Regions from separate parts of the Sus scrofa genome. Here region 2 is linked to region 1. A link is a contact called in public Hi-C data. All regions are on one chromosome and are shown on one strand. Each heading gives the region's core, a stretch centred on a gene start, on an enhancer-like site or on the middle of the called end of the contact. The rest is flanking DNA. Distances are from core to core; before and after follow the strand shown. Region 1 has its middle 120 kb from the start of KDR. Region 2 holds the start of KDR (vascular endothelial growth factor receptor 2).

What was found. A called contact is a pair of places that touch in the nucleus more often than the background predicts.
Region 2: a contact with region 1 is called in a Hi-C map of liver, with 4 times the contacts expected there. The contact joins the promoter of KDR here to the enhancer-like site in region 1. A contact is called at or near these places in 9 of 47 Hi-C or Micro-C datasets (alveolar macrophages, heart right ventricle, liver and 5 more) and 1 of 2 datasets of contacts at active chromatin or transcription factors (skeletal muscle).

Annotation. Positions count from the first base shown.
Region 1 is chr8:41,733,671-41,738,182 of Sscrofa11.1, forward strand. No RefSeq gene overlaps it. Among named protein-coding and RNA genes, the nearest start is that of KDR, 120 kb to the right of the region's middle. Within about 2 kb of position 2,266, at least 15 of the 83 cell types and tissues checked have an H3K27ac peak or open chromatin away from gene starts, as enhancers often do. A contact at or near this core is called in liver and omental adipose tissue, where this site is marked.
Region 2 is chr8:41,854,599-41,859,110 of Sscrofa11.1, forward strand. It overlaps KDR (vascular endothelial growth factor receptor 2), which reads right to left and starts at 1,781. Exons shown (of 30, transcript XM_003128987.6): 1 at 1,377-1,781. The coding sequence starts at 1,443.

The DNA.
Region 1 (4,512 bases), core at 1,016-3,515:
AGGTTTCACCTCATGGACATATCCTGAAATAGATGGCCTTATGAAAATGTTACTTGATTTGCTGAGGCCTTCCAGGAGACAATTCCTTCAAAAATAAAAGCAAAATGCATTGCTTTTTAGGGCCGCCCCTGTGGCATATGGGGCTAGGGGGCTGAAACGGAGCTACAGCTGCCAGGCTACACCACAGCCACAGCAACTTGGGATCTGAGCCACATCTTCGACCTGCACCACAGCTCACAGCAATGCCAGATCCTTAACCCACTGAGTGAGGCCGGGGATCAAACCTGTGTCCTCATGGATACTAGGCAGCTTCGTTACCCCTGAGCCACAATGGGAACTCCAAAATGCTCTGCTTCTTGAAGAAATGGAAGAAATGGATTCCCCCCCCCCCCGTGGATAATAACATCTGTGTAAATAACCCTGTTTCTTTCTTTGCTTTGGTCATCAGGCAGCTCTGAGGCAAATTTACTGCTCAATTTTTATTGCTTTGTAAGATCTTTTTGGTTCCCTCATCTCCATTCTTGTTCTAATTTGTATTTCTCTGGCCCTGTTATTCAATTTTAAGCCTATGTTATATTATATGTATTTCCTGTATTGTTTGTTGAACAAGGTATGGGATACTAATAAGCCAATTCTGACTCAAATAATGCAATTTTTCTTTCAAAGCACAGGGATGCCTTAGACAACAATGACAAGGGTTTAAACAAAGGGATAGCTCCTTGAATCTCATAAGGCAGAATGCTCTATTTTCCTCAAACTTCGCTCCAGTTCTGGAGATGGTACTGGTGGTGAGAGTTCTTTGCTGGGCTTCTGCTTTGATCAACAATTTAACCTTGACAAGTTCCCTTTTTTAATATGGGGTTAGCCTTGCTCACTGCACAACTCCACTTGGCTTCATGGGTTAATGTTTAAAATCATTTATAATATGAAAAATTGGGGGTGGTTTCTGTCTCAGTTGCAGTGTTGACCTTGATCTTTGTGAAAGGGGAGTGCACTTCAAGTTTTTCTGATCTACAAAAGCATTTCCCTTATGAGTTTGCTGAAGTCACCAGAAAAATAAGTAGAACCAGTTACCAGCAAAAAAGCAACCTAAACTGGATATGTGACTATGACTCAGAGACATCAAACAAAGCGTAGAAAGAGGTGGGGGGCAAAAATCTAGGACTTGCAGGCGCACGGGACCATCCAGATTTCCAGGAGAAATTACGGAAACACCTGCAAGGTCAAGGCAGGAAGTCCAGGGCCGATGCTCAGCAAGGGAAGTGCCCTCCTTGCGACTGCTGCCAAGGAGCTGAAATGCCCCAGAACCAGGGCCAGGGAGACTGATGGGAGACCAGGGAGAAAACTCAAGGAACAACCCACAGTTCAGCAACTCAAGTTCAGCCACACAGAAGGGAAGACAGTCTTGAGGATTTGCAACCCGGCAAACAGCCTTAGCCAGGATGTAGCTCAAAAAGCATTGTGTTACAATACAGAATCTGTGTTTGGGGAAAAAATCTCTTGACACCTTTTGCTTCTGTTCCCATCCAGGCTTTGCCAATCATGGCACTGCAAAGGGCTAATGAAAGGATAAAGTAAACAGGGTTGATTGCACAGCGTTCTAATCAAACAGTTGGGAAACTTTGCAATCTCGGAAAAGACAAAGTCTACACAACCTCAGCTGAATAACAGATAATTGGCTGGATAAATACATCCAGGAGGGGCTTGGACAGCTTTGGGTATGAAAGGAATGTCTCACTTTCGCTCCACGGGGGTGTGGTGAGGTAGGACTGAGATGGGGGTGGATTGCTAGGGACTCACTTCAAGTCCTGCCAGTTTGGCAAGAAACCTCCTGCCTCGCTGGGCTGGCTCACCCAGCATACCTCCAGCCCTCCTCTGCTCCAGGCACACCCTTTTGTACCAGTCCCCAGAAGAGAGCTCCCTTTCAGCCCAACCATTTAGCATCTCCACCTTTGTGACCCTCACACTTTGCATCAGCCCGGCATTGTTCAGCCTGACAGTTGACCCGGCCTCCTGGTTTTCTTTAAATAATAGGAGAACGTTGGCTCTCTGAAAATACCAGGCTGCATCCAAATTTAAAAAAGAAAAATAGGAGAGGAAAGCATTCAAACAAAACTCTTGGAATGGGGCTCCTGTGGTAACATACCGAATAAAGGAAAACAGGAAAGCAATTGCAATATTAAAAATAGATGACTTCCTGCATGTAAATTCTTCGCTGACCTTGTTGATTGGAGTGTGGTCAGTGTTTGCTGGCCTGCCACCTCCTGACTTCATGAGAGTCCGGGGCAAGGAACAGTTCTCAGGGCTTTGTAATTCGCCTCTCCTCCACTCTCATCACTCCCATTTTCTTTTCTTTTTATTTTCTAGGACCGCACTCGCAGCATGTGGAAGTTCCCAGACTAGGGTTGAATCAGGGCTGCAGCTGCCAGCCTACACCACAGCCATAGCAACGTGGGATCCAAGACACATCTGCGACCTACACCACAGCTCACAGCAACACTGGATCCTTAGCCCACTGAGTGGGGCAGGCATTGAACCTGCGTCAACATGGATACTAGTTGGGTTCATTCCGCTGAGCCACAACAGGAACTCCCCACCACTCCCATTTTCAAAGCATTTGTTAATACATGTGCCCATGGGGCATCAAACATTTTCTCCTTGATATGAAGTGACTATCAGAGATCAATTACTTATCTTTTGTTTCACTCCTCTGTGTCTAAGGAGACTTGACTGAACATTGAGACTATCTCAGAGGATCCTGGAGCAGAGATGTTACCCATGCCTAATACCATGTGCCACTGTGATGACATCAGGGTCCACTGGCCATGTAGCACAACAGCAGTAATGGAGACAATAATGCATCATCCTGCTGGAGAGCATTCATCCACCAGGGGACACTCAGTGGGCACCTACCACATGCAGGCATGCTCTGTGAACTTGGGACACACCCATGCCCTCAGTGACCTTGGATTCCAGTTGGATAAAACAGACAATAAGCAATAAGCATAGGAAATAAGAAAATGACGTGGTGTGTTCTAGATAGGTATATGGAAACAAGGAAAAGAAAGTAGCGTAAGGAAGATGGGAAAATGCGTGGTATTAAATACCATAAAGAGGACCTTAGTAAGAAGGTAATAAATAAGCAGAGTTCCCATTGTGGCTCAGCGGTAATGAACCCAACTAGTGTCCATGAGGATGCTGATTTGATCCCTGGCCTTGCTGAGTGGGTCAAGAATCCAGTGTTTCCGTGAGTGTGATGTGGGTCACAGATGCATCTCGGGTCTGGCGTTGCTGCGGCTGTGGTGTAGGCCAGGAGTTGCAGCTTCTATTCAACCCCTAGCCTGGGAACTTCCATATGCTACAGGGGAAGCTCTAAATAAATAAATAAATAAATAAATAAATATAATAAAAAATAAGCTAAGACTCAAGGTGAGGCAAGTATCTCAATAAAGTGTCCAGGCCAATGTGCAAAGGTCCTGAGGCAGGATCATGATGCTTAATGAACAATGACTCAGCTTCCCTCTCTTCCTCTGCCAGGAGGCCCCAGACATGACAGCTCCTCTCTGTGGGCAGCAGAGGGAAAAGCTTTGAAGCAGCAGGAGTAATGATGAAAACGGTTTCAAGAAGGGCAGTTTTTTGGAATTGGGGTGTGCATAGGCAAAAAGGCGAGGCTGAAGGTTAAAAAAAAGGAGCATGTTCCAAGATTCCACTCCCTGAGTGGAGAATCGGGACTGGAATCTCAAGGGCACACCCAAAACAAGTCAGCAGGAGACAAGGAAGGTCGTTGTGTTTTAATTCCGCATGCAGTTATGAGTGTGGCCAGGTGCCTTCTGAGGCACTCGTGGAATTTGGCCTGGGATCACAAAATCTTAGGATTGTTCCTTCCCAGCTGTGCTTGTCCCCTGATCCCCTTCTTTGGAACGCCTTGGTCACTGGAGTTCTCTTAACCTTTCTCCGTTCATGGCCACTCTGAAATGAGATCTCTGCGAGGGGAGATCTGAATCTCTCAGGACAGCCCCTCCTATCTCCCCCAAGCAGGCTGTTCTTTGTTACGGGAGCTCCTGGTGTCAATTCACACCCAGAGTTAAAGAGGCATGGGTGTGGCCAGGGTGTGGGAACTCAGGTATTTATCAAGAAACATTTGATTTTCTCCCATAGCCATTGGGGTTCTAGGACAAGAGGGAGTTATGGAGCCAGAAGCTTGTGTATCTAAAACCCTCTGTAGTTCCTATTGTGGCTTAGCGGTAACGACCTCGACCAAGAACTATGAGGATGCTGGTTCCATCTCCGGCCTCGCTCAGTGGGGTTAAGGATACAGCATTGCCATGAACTATGGTGTAGGTCACAGACTTTGCTTGGATCCAGCATTGCTGTGGCTGTGGTGCAGGCTGGCAGCTGCAGCTCTGATTCGACCCCTAGCCTGGAACTTCCGTGTGCAGCCCTAAAAAGCAAAAGAATTTTATAAATAAATAAAAATAGAACCCTTTCAGTTTCCCATTGTTTGGGGTGGGG
Region 2 (4,512 bases), core at 531-3,030, 120 kb after region 1:
CTAGAATTTGATGGCATCAATTATAGCCCAATCCAATTAAGCAAGTCACACACTCCAAAAGGGCAACCTCATCATTATAGTCAGGGCATTTCAGTTACTACTGCTGTGCTATGAAACACCCCAGGCTTAAAAGCAACTCACTTCTTTGTGGGATACAGAACAAACCATATGTTCCAGACCTTCATTCTCTCCTGGTGAAGGGGGAGAGGAGGTCTTGTCAGGGACAAATAAGTGTCCCTAGTAGAGCTGGCCTGGATGAACCAAGTCATGATTAAGAAAATTCAGCAACTATAGACAGATGATTTTATTACTGCATACGCTTGTGTCTTTTTTAAAAAGACACGTGATTCTTTAGTTTATAAGGAATTTCCCCTGAATCATTTAACTTTTTTTCTCCTTTTCACCCTCTCCCCTTTCTCACCCTCCAAGGAAATTTAGAAGTCAGCAAACTGAGGCCACAGAAAAGATGCGAGGGAGAGAGAGAGAGAGAGAGAGAGAGAATATTTATTGCATCAGGAGCATGTGTGTTCCTAATCCTGAAGGAGACTGAAATTTTAGACAGCAAGGAGAGTGGTGAGTGGCGCCAAATCTAGGTACCAAATTCCTAGAGTAAGTTTTCAGAACGTGAACTTCTGACCATGTGCTTACCCAGAGGACCAAAAGCGTTTTGAAAGATAAGTTGTTTTCCATAGAAAGGTGACTATGACTTGGGACACTGGGAAGCTGTCACAGACAGAGGTCCAAGCCCCGATTTTCCGTTTCTCTCTTCGAGGAAAGAGGCATCCCGCCCCAGGAAGAATAAAAAATGTCTATCTCCCCTGGCCCCTCAACCTCATACACTGGGTGTGTATGTGAGTTCGAACCAAAGGGACCAGCAGACTGAGTCCCTTTTCGACTTCTACAGAGGCAGAGCTAAGTGCCCGGTGCCATCCGGACAAGCCGGCTCGTGGTCCCTAAAAGGCTTGCTTCCCCGCGTCCAGGATAGGATGGTGTGCGCGGCCGGACGGACAACGTTTCGCCGCCTGTTCCCGCCTGCGGGGGCACCTCCTGCCTGCCAGCCCCGGGCGCCTTCCCACTCCCGCCTCCCAAGAGCGTATCAGCTCCGCGGGACACGCTCCAGCCCAGGCCCCTGTCTCGGGCCAGCGTCGTGGAAATGGAACTGGGCTCAGGAGACCACCAACTCGCCGGGTAATCTTGGGCCAGGCATTGAGCCTGTTTCCTCTTTGGTAAATGAACGAACACAAAGTGTCAAGTCACTTTCATCTCTGCAGCGCTATGATTCCGAGTTAGGTCCGGCCTCCAGGTCCTCTCCGTATCCCCATCTCTCCGCCCGCACCCGACCTCTCCGCTTTCCTACTAGAGAGTGGGCTCCTTACCCACGGAGGCAGCCCGGGTCTCCACGCAGAGCCACAGAGCAAGGGCCAGCAGCGCCTTGCTCTTCATCCCGCACCTCGCGCTGGGCGCAGTGCCCAGAACTTGGGCGCAGGTTCTCTCTCCCTGGTCCTGCTCCGCGAAAAAGGCGCGGAGGTGGAACGCGCACAGCAGCGCAAGGCTCCGGGGCGCGCAGGGCGAGGATGCCCCAGCTCCGGTAGCGGCTGCAAGGGCGTCTGCGGGGGCCGGTAGGAGAAGTTATCCCAAGTGTCCGACCGCTCCGGGCTTTCTGAAGAGAGCAAGCGCTGCCCCGCGCGGGCAGAGAAAACAAACATACACCTCTCGCTCTCCCGGGGTCCCGGGACTCAGTGCAGGGTGGGAGCCAAGGCCGAAACTCTAGAGCGAGGGGGCGGGGATACGCGGGGCGGGGCTTCCCTTTGCAGCGGCCCCCGCCCCTCAGCCGGGCAGCGGGCGCGGATCCGGCGCTTCCCACGCCCATAGAATCTTCCGAGCTCCCCTCTCGCTCCGGACTGCGCCTGTCCCCTAGTCTCCCCACCCTGGCGCAACAACTCCATTTCTGTAGGAAAGAATATGTAGTCCATCAGGGGTTCTGAGCTTCGCCAAGATTCAGTCGCTTGCGGTCCCCCATCCCGAGATGCTGGAGAAACACTGGGAAGGCAGCAAGGGACACTGCGCCCTCAAGAGGCGCGCCAAAGTTTGAGATGGTCTTGGGCGCCGCGCGCGCCTGGAGTGGCTGCGGAGCAGGCTGGGGATCTGTAGCAAGTTGAGGCAGCAAGGGAGAAGCGAATACGCAGCAGAGATGAATGCAGGATCGCAAACCGGCAGTGACTCCGGCCAGTAGAAGTGATTTGCTTGGCCAGTGCAGTTGTAGTTTAAAAATCTGAATCTGAATTCCTTTGGTTCGAATATTAACTTGCCCAATTCTCCAAAGTTCCCCCTATTTCCTTATGCCTGGTGGCTTCAAATGTTGTTACCCCCCTTGCTCCCCAAAGCATTTAAATTTGAGACCCTCCCCCTCTACCTGGCTTTACCCAAAAACCTACCTCAGGCCTGCGGGGAGCTGGAGGTACTCAAGGCTCTGGCATACCCGCGGCGTGTGTGAGGGTCTCTGCAAGAAAGGCCATCTGTCCACCGTGTTACCGACCAGAAGTCCCTAGCATGATGCTTCCTCAGCCTTTTCAGAGCAGAGCCTCCAGCCAAGACCCACTTAGGCCAAGGGCAAGGAGGCTGCCAGCAGTCTTCACTGGAGAGGCAGTGAAGTAAAGCTTCCAGACCCTGGGCACCTGAGAACATTGTGTCGCCAAAACTCACTACTCTTTGTGGCTCTGTTCAGAGGAGAACATGGATTTCTTCCTAACCACATTGGTTCTTCTTTTCTTTCCATTTCTCCCCACACCTGGGAGGTGACAGCAGATGTCTCCTAACCTTATTATATGGAATCTTCCAGATCCCTTCATCTCTTACTTCCTGGGTGCTTTGCCATTTCCTTCTTTCTTTCTTTCTCTCTCTCTCTCCTTCCTTCCTTTCTTTTTCTTTCCTTCCTTCCTTCTTTCTTTCTTTCTTTCTTTCTTTCTTTCTTTCTTTCTTTCTTTCTTTCTTAATTTTTGACTCCTCCAGGAGGCTTGCAGGATCTCAGTTCCCCTGCCAGAAACTGAACCCAGGTCATGGCGGTTAAAGCCCAAATCCTAACCAGCAGATCACCAGGGAACTCCCTCAGGTACTTTTTAAAGGCAGCTTAAAGGACCATCCTTCAGGGAGATGAAGAGGTAGAAATATTTTATTTCTACATCTACTCCAAACTTCTCCTCCTCCTGAAGTACACAATTAATGTACTGTGGCTTTTCTTCCACTATTTTAAAAATATTTACTGTATTTACTCTTCTATTTTGTCAGGCTGATGACTGAAATACTATAACTCTGAAATATAATGAATGTATATGGTTTAAAATTTTTTAATATGAAAAGGTTTGGAATGAAAAGTCCTTTCTTTAGCAGAGGCAAGCATTTTTATCTTTCCTTTTTTTCCAAGCAAATTCTATGCACATATAGGTATATCATACTCCTCATTCCACAAAGAGTAGCCTTGGTATAAATATTGTTTGAGTGTTGGCTTTTTCACTATAAAATATAATTTGAAATCATTCTATATCAACCCTCACAGTGCCATCATATTCTTTTCACAGTAGCATAGTGTTTTACTGTACAGATGGTCTAATATTTTACCTAGGAGGTATTTCTTTGTCAGGGCCAGGGGTGTACTTAAAGAAACGCCTCTCTTCCTGCAAGTAAACTTAGCAAGGAAAACAGGATGGGCTCTGGCAAAGCTGGATAAGGGGGAGGGAGATGGAACCTGGTTCAGAGAAGGCAATTTTTCTCCATCTCCATCTCCAAACAATTCTCTCTCAGCTTTATTTACAATTCACGACACTTCCTCTTCCACGGCTCACTCAAGAAGATAGTGTCTCCTCTGAATGCAAACCAGAACCTGCAGGCCCATGGTAATAGCCCCCTTTAGAAGTCTTAGAGGAAATGATGCGTCTTTGATGGCCACAAGACCAGAATTTGGCAGGGGCTCAATGAAATCAGTCTACCACATTCCCTCCCACACAGCACTTAGAAGTGCCTTGAGTTCATGAAAAATGACAAATCCTGTTTTTTGTTGTTTTTTTTTTTAAGTGTGTTCCATGTGTAACACCCTCCCGTTATCTGGCACTGCTGCAAAAGGAGTGATTTGTGAGTTAATCAGGCTGTACACGGGAGATTGCTACCTATCAAAGTAGTATGTTCAGTGCCCCATAAATTGTGTTCAGACACCTTTGGGGGTGAGGCAGCCAAGAGCGGTGCTAAGTATACAGAGGCCACTTTGGCTGGGCTTACCTCCCGGGCCTACCCCTTACTATCCACGTGATCTTGACCAACTTCCTGGCTGCATATCTAGGAAACAATAGATGATAACAGTAGCTTCTTCCTAGGGTTTTTGCAGGAATGGAACGAGTTATTGCACATACAGCATGACCTAACACCTGGTGAGCACAGATGCCTGGCACATAGTAAGCACCCAAGACACATCAGGAAGCATTCTGCAAAGGTTAACTAGAGCATGCTGCATGGTCTCCTTCC